2 separate regions of the Ovis aries genome follow, and region 2 is linked to region 1. A link is a contact called in public Hi-C data. All regions are on one chromosome and are shown on one strand. The core of a region is the stretch at or near the end of the contact, and the rest is flanking DNA. Distances in the headings are between cores, read along the strand shown.

The links. Hi-C and Micro-C count contacts between places; a contact is called where the count stands out from the background.
Region 2: a contact with region 1 is called in a Hi-C map of blood, with 4 times the contacts expected there. The contact joins two enhancer-like sites. A contact is called at or near these places in 5 of 16 Hi-C or Micro-C datasets (blood and hypothalamus).

What each region holds. Positions count from the first base shown.
Region 1 is chr2:37,180,557-37,183,917 of ARS-UI_Ramb_v3.0, reverse strand. It overlaps SPMIP6 (sperm microtubule inner protein 6), which reads right to left. Exons shown (of 5, transcript XM_060410870.1): 1 at 3,251-3,361; 2 at 2,186-2,261; 3 at 1,741-1,975; 4 at 477-563. The coding sequence starts at 3,307. Among named protein-coding and RNA genes, the nearest start is that of SPMIP6, 14 kb to the right of the region's middle. Within about 2 kb of position 1,742, at least 19 of the 54 cell types and tissues checked have an H3K27ac peak or open chromatin away from gene starts, as enhancers often do.
Region 2 is chr2:37,259,194-37,262,554 of ARS-UI_Ramb_v3.0, reverse strand. All of the region lies in intron 7 of KIF24 (kinesin family member 24), which reads right to left. Among named protein-coding and RNA genes, the nearest start is that of KIF24, 50 kb to the right of the region's middle. Within about 2 kb of position 1,819, at least 4 of the 54 cell types and tissues checked have an H3K27ac peak or open chromatin away from gene starts, as enhancers often do.

The sequences.
Region 1 (3,361 bases), core at 493-2,992:
CCTGAGGCTGGGCGAGATTGAAGGCAGGAGAAGGGGATGACAGAGGATAAGATGGCTGGCTGGCTTCACTGGATTGATGGACATGAGTTTTGAGCAAACTCTGGGAGTTGGTGATGGACAGGGAAGCCTGGCATGCTGCAGTCCATGGGGTCGCAGAGTCGGACACAACTGAGCGACTGAACTGAACCCTTTAAGTCAAGCCCTGAATCTAACACCCTGATCTCTTGACTCTAAGCCCCACTGAAGCCCCACTGCCAACCTGTGACTCTTCAATGCCAATCTCCATGCCCTCTCCTGGGGCTCTCATTTAGTTGCCAATTTGACTTCCCCATGGCACTAGCGCCCCCTTGTGTCATTTTCCCGTCGGTGCATTACAGCGAACAGTTCTCACCCCAGCTAGTTCCTGGGTCCCCAGCCACTCAAGGTTACAGCTCCTTTTGTGGTTGCGATTTTGCATGTGTGTGCGCCAGACTTACCTAAGGTTCGGACAGGGGTAGTACGACGGCTGGGGAGTTATAACAGCACATTGCATTCCGGGTCGGTGCTCGCAGGGAGACACACTCCTGAAGGAAGAAACGGTGGGCAGGAAGGAGTTGGGCCTTTTGATTTCTCTCCACACCCCAGCCCAGACCAAGACCCTGAGCAGCGTGTCTTGGTCTGTTCAGGTATCTGTCCTACGGCTCGGAGATCCTCCCCTCCAGCCTCCTGACCCTTCAAGATCTCGAAGTATTGCCTCCGGGAAGACACCTGAAAGTCCCTCTCCCCACAAGGCCGGGTTTCTGCCGCCCAGGCTGGCCACGGAGAACGCTGTACTCTGGGGAGGGTTGGGGGTCCAGTCATTGAGGATCCTGGATCCTCGCTTATCGAGGAGGCGATTTTCTGAGGCTTAAGCACTTTCTCCCTCCTCCATACCCTTGTGAGTGATAAGACCCAGTTTCACTCAATACATCAGGCTCTCTCAGCCTGGGGAGGGACGGGGTGTCCCCACAGGGTTAGGGACAGTGTTCAGGACCCCCTCCCCCTTTCGCAGTTCTCTAGGCAGACGCGGATGTTGGAGTTCTCGCAGGCTCAGCCCGCCTTGTCTAACGCCAGGTGCAGGGAGATTGATGGCAATCTGAGCTTCTGCTGAGCGCCCGAGCCTCAGTTTCCTCCACAATAACACGCGAGGCTGTCTATCTCCAGAGGTGGTACGGGGCTCCGAGGAGGCCAGGACCCTTCTGTTACCCACGCGGTCACCATTTCCTTGCCCTCTCAGAACCCAACGATAACCCTGCCGATGTACCAACCACGAGGCCCAGGAATAGGGGACACTATTCTGAGGACACGTGGTGCTCCGCAAGCTAGAACCTGCGTCTCCAGGGCCTGGTGGCCAGGTTGGGGGCAGGGCCAGCGAGCGAGGGAACGGGATGAAATTGGTGCGCGGGATTTGTTCCTCCAAGAAGCTCTCCAGCGGAGCCTCCAGAAGACAAACAAGAGCCAGGTGGACCTTGAGCCTAGCTGGTTCAGGTCTCTAGCCTCAGCAGTCTGCTCAGGCCATGAGGCCCGAGGAAGGGACAGGGAGGCGCCCAGTAAGGGGACCGCGCGGGCTGGAGGCGGAGTGGGGTCTGACACAGACGCCAGGCAGAGCTAGAAGTGGCGCGGGATGCCAAGCCCGCAGGGGAGGCGGGGCGGGGTAGGGCTGGGCTCTGGGGGCGGGGCTTGTTTGGGGGCGGGGCCCGGCGACGGCGCGGCCCTGCGAACCTTACAGTAGGCAGCTCTGTGCATAAAGGCCGCAGGCGGCGTTCCGTGCAGGGTGGCCCGGAGACGGAGTAGTCCATCCCACGCAGACAATAGTGGCGGCCGGAGCAAGCGCTCTCATATCCCTGAAAGGGCAGGCGGCCCGGCAGCGGGTCCACACACCCGCAGCGGGGCGTGATCTGCGGCAGCGGCTGGTTTCGTGACAGCGAGTTCAGCATGTTCACCACTACCTCGCGCTCTGAGCCCGCGAGCCCCGAGCCCAGAAGACCCAGACACAAAGTCATAGGAACGGCCAGAGAGGAGGTCAGAGACAGGAAGAGATGGAGACACAAACCGAAACAGGGTTACAACCTCTTCAAGGCCCCCAACATTTGTTCTATACTTCGAGGCTCCATCCCTCCGGCCTTCTGGTCTACCCACTTCCCACCGCTTTCCCTCCATCTGTTACCGTAGGCATTGAGTCTCTCCGGTTTAGGAGGATACACCAAGGGCATTCCTCGAACCACTGTCTCCATCCCGGCCTCCTGGAAGTGGCACAAACGCTACCTCAAGTTCTGACCCGGAAGAATTCCTCCCTTGGTGGGTTCTCCCAGAACACCCAGACTAATCCCAGGCCGCGCCTTCTACTCTTCTGCGCTCTGAGTGTTTGGGGTTGTCTCCGGGCAACGCAGTTTATTCCGCCTCCCTGGGGGGTGGGCATGGGGGTGGGGGAAGTGGAGCTGTAGGTGGACCCGGTCTGGACCTGGGTCCCTGACATCCCTGTCTCCGCGTTTGCCTTTGATTTGATCCCTCCTTAATCTAGCCGACTCTGTGTCACTGTGTCTCTCTAAAAGGAGTTTTAAAATATTGCATTGTTGCCTGTCCATCAGAATCATTTAAGGATCTTGTGAAAAATTCTGATTCTTGAGAAAGTTCTAATTCAGAAGGGTTCAGTTAACCTGAGGTCAGCCATCAACCTACAGCTAAGAGCCCCTATTCTAGCCTGCAATCCTCTCATATTCCTTCTTTCTTGATGCCTGAGGTCATGTCCGGACTCTTTCCTATGTCCTTGGAAGACTGTCCTGAATCTCTCTGCTCTGCTGGATGGCCTTGTTCTGCCTCCTTTTGTCCTTGTTATCATCACAAACGAGGGAAGAGAGGAGCAGGTAGACTCAGCTTATCACTGACTCCTTGGCCAGACCACTAGAGAGGGGCCAGGTGGCAAGCTTCAGGAAGGTAGCATGTCAAGGAGTTCACACCAGCCCCTGTCTCCACACAGCCTAGCCAGAGATTAGGACCCTGGAGACCCAGTTGCTAGAGATTGGGATGCAAGGGCCCAGCACAGCTTCACTCCTGAGCTCCCTTGTTTCCTAGGAAACATAAACCCTATTGTCACAAGTGGGAAAAGGCCTTGGAACCTTGGTGGGAAAGGGATGAGAAACTAATGGTGAAATGTCAGACCCTGTGATTTGGGAGGCAGATGGTGGGGGTGCCATCCCAGGCCCCAGGCATCTTTGCTGGGCACAGTAGGTACCTTAGGCAGCCGGGGAAGGTATGTGGTACATTTGTCCCAGCAGTTGTAAGGTCCCATCCTCCATGTGTTATACCGGTTACTGCACAGGTAGTTTGGGTTGCCACACAGGTA
Region 2 (3,361 bases), core at 570-3,069, 79 kb before region 1:
CTGACTCAACTCCACAGGGCACAACTTGGCTCCAGAGTAAGGTCCCATAATACCCATCTGTCGTAGTAACTGAAGCAAAGGACAGAAATGTGCATCCCAGAATGAATAATCACATCCACCTGTTCCACCACAATGCAGTCATAAAGGAGACCAGGCCTGACACGTGGAAACATGGAAGTAATGAGTTATCACAATTGCTACAAGCCCATGATTACCCTGGAGACCACTGCCGCTTCAAATGGGAGTGAAGACTAATGTGGATCCCTTTGGCCACAAAGGAATGGGGGAGAAGAGGTGAAGCCTCAGGAATGGCCTCAAGCCACTGAAAACATAGCCATATATGAATATGCTGCCCTGATTTGGGGAAGTGTTAATTACTGAGAATCAAATAGGTGATGGACTTTAAAAACATTTGACAGAATCCTCAGTAGTCTAAGATGTGGTGAGTATGGTTATTATGCTCAGTTTATAACTGAGGAATAAATTCAAAGGTAGACTTGCTCACAAATAACTGTTTTGTGGCAGAACCAAATTCTACATCTAGCACCTAGTGTGGCTGATTCCAAAGCCCATGTGGTTTCCACTACATTGTGGGGACACTTGTGATAAATTCATCTATTTGCAGTGTGAACTAGACTAAAGGAAGTCCTATCTCATTTTTCCTCAATCTCTCAGAATTTTAATTTTTATCATATTGAACATGGCTACCATTTCCAAATTAAGAGTTCAAAAGTTGATGAAGTCTAACTTCAACAACAGTTTATAAAATACCTTAACTAGCAGGGGTAAGTACTTAAAAAAAATTAACTAATATTAAATTTCTTCATGGCCTAAGTGATAGTTATGTCTCTAAAGATTACCTGTGCGATTTAGAATTGTATCTTAGAACCAGATTTTAAATGTACTCATTTTATAAATAGCTTGCTGAAAGTTTAAAGGGATTACCTTATGAATCCTTTTGTAAAGAGCAGAACTTGTTACTTTACAAAACTGGATTATCAACTGCATGGACAGCTTGCTGCTGCTAATCAGAAATCAGAAGAGTTATAGTAGTATCCCTTATACCGGTTGTGGTTAAGTGCCAAACAACAACAACAACAAATCCTCCCCCAAAATACTGATAAATAAGGCTGGATGCTGGCTAGGTCACTTAAGACCAGATCTATGACTGAACCATCTGGTTTACTTTTCTATCTATGCCATGAAGCTTGCAGAATCTTTGTTCCCTGACTAGCGATTGAACTTGGAGCCACGGGAGTGAAAAGTGTCAAGTTCTCACCAGTGGACTGCCAGGGAATTCCTATCATTCTGATTTCACACTTTCAAAGATTATAATGCAAAGATGATGGATTACTTTAAATCTGTATTATTTTTACTAAACTTCTCTTTTTTCATTAGAAAGACAAGCTTACTGTGGAAAACTTAGAAAATATAGGAAAAATATAAAAATGAAAATATATATCTTCCATAACTTCAGAGTTAAAAAGATTCTGGTGCATTTCCTCCTCCCAGAGTTTCAGGGTTCTCACAGCTCTTTTGATACACACACACACACACACACACACACACACACAGCCTTTTACAAACTTCATGAAGAAACAGAGATCTTTTATTATTTTTTTTATTTTTTAAATTTTAAAATCTTTAATTCTTACATGCCAGAGATCTTTTAAATGTCTACATCTGTGATCTGTGTAAGCGATATGCTTGATAGATAAAGGAGAAGTTAATTATCCAAAGTCACACAGGCAGCATATGGTCAGGCTAGGGATAGAAGCCAGGTACCCTTTGCCACATGATGGCAGCAATGATGCTACTTCTGCTGGAATCTAATGAGAGCTCAGAGAGGCCTCAAGGTCATACCTAGTCAGGAACTGTGGTTACTGACAGGAAGCTCAGGGGGTGGCCTTGTGGTTCATCCCCAGGGGAGTTAAGAAAGACTGCCTTCTGAGGTACTGTTATAGAGTTTTATGTTTGACTTTTCAGTACACCTTATTCACCACGATGTACTAGGTACCTGTGAGTATATCTCAGAAAATCCAACATGTTGGCACGAACTTTCCTGACTAAATGCCTTTTAGGAAGACATGAGGCAATTTCTGGTCTATGGTCCAGTAGACCTCAGCCTCAGTAGCAGTCTGTAATCACCATGTTTTTCAGAAACTGTGGAATAAAGCAGCTGAGCTCTGAGGAGGAAAATGAGGCAGTCTGCAAAGATCATCAGACAAAGTTTGTAAGTGGCATACAACTCAAGTGTAGCAGTTACAAACATAAATATGAAGTTAAACTGTCTGGGTTCACATGCCAGTTCTGACAATACGATTGTCTGCACTCTTGAAAATCACTCAACTTTTCAGGGCCTCAGTTTCTTACCTATAAAATGGTAATTTCATAAGTTACTAAAAAATATATACTAAAGAACTAACATATTTGTGTAAACTTCCGAAACATAAACTATTTCTTTTAAAAAATGTAAAATAATCAGAGATCTATGGAGAAACAGAGCTTTATGGATCAACAAGAGATTCCATGGCTCCCAAGTACAATTAAAAGTTTTAAAAAAGAAGGAAAAGGAAAGGAAGAAGATAAAGAACAAAAAGAGACAATCTATTTGAGAGAAAGGCAAGTCAGGAAACAGAATAAAATTAATGCATCACCTTAAAAATCACAGGCCTCCCGTTTCTCTCACTACCTCTTTCTTTTCAAAGTCCTCCTTCCATTATAAAGTCTACTGGGAAAGTTTCTTAACCTAGACCCTTTAGACAAACATGTCATATGAGTAGTAAAATGGGGACCTGCTATAATAGAAAGGAGAGACAACTGTTGAATTCTCTGGCAATGGAAAATATTTGGGGACTTATTAATAAGATTAATAGATGTGAGGACTTCCCTGATGGTCCAGTGGCTAAGACTTAATGCTCCCAATTCAGTGGGCCTGGGTTTGATTTCTGTTGAGGGAACTAGATTCCACATGTCGCAACTAAGAGGTCACATGCTATAACTAAAGATCCTCATGCCACAACTAAGACCAGATACAGACAAATAAATAAATATATTTTTTTAAAAAAAAGAATAACAGACATGACAAATTCAACTAGCATCACAGTAAGCATTATATGTACATTATCTCATTTCCTTCTCTATCACCCAACCCAATCATATTATATCCACATGTTTCAGGCTCAGAAAGGTAAGACGTGTTCAGGGACACATGGCGCTGGGACCCAGCTCCATCCAGGCTTTAATCACCAAGCTTCCAGCACAAATACTAAAGATGGGCTGTGAGCACTTGAGCAGGAGAGGCACTGTGTATAGACTAAGTCTCTATCACTGGCATATGACTGAGACTTATCTTAGGGAA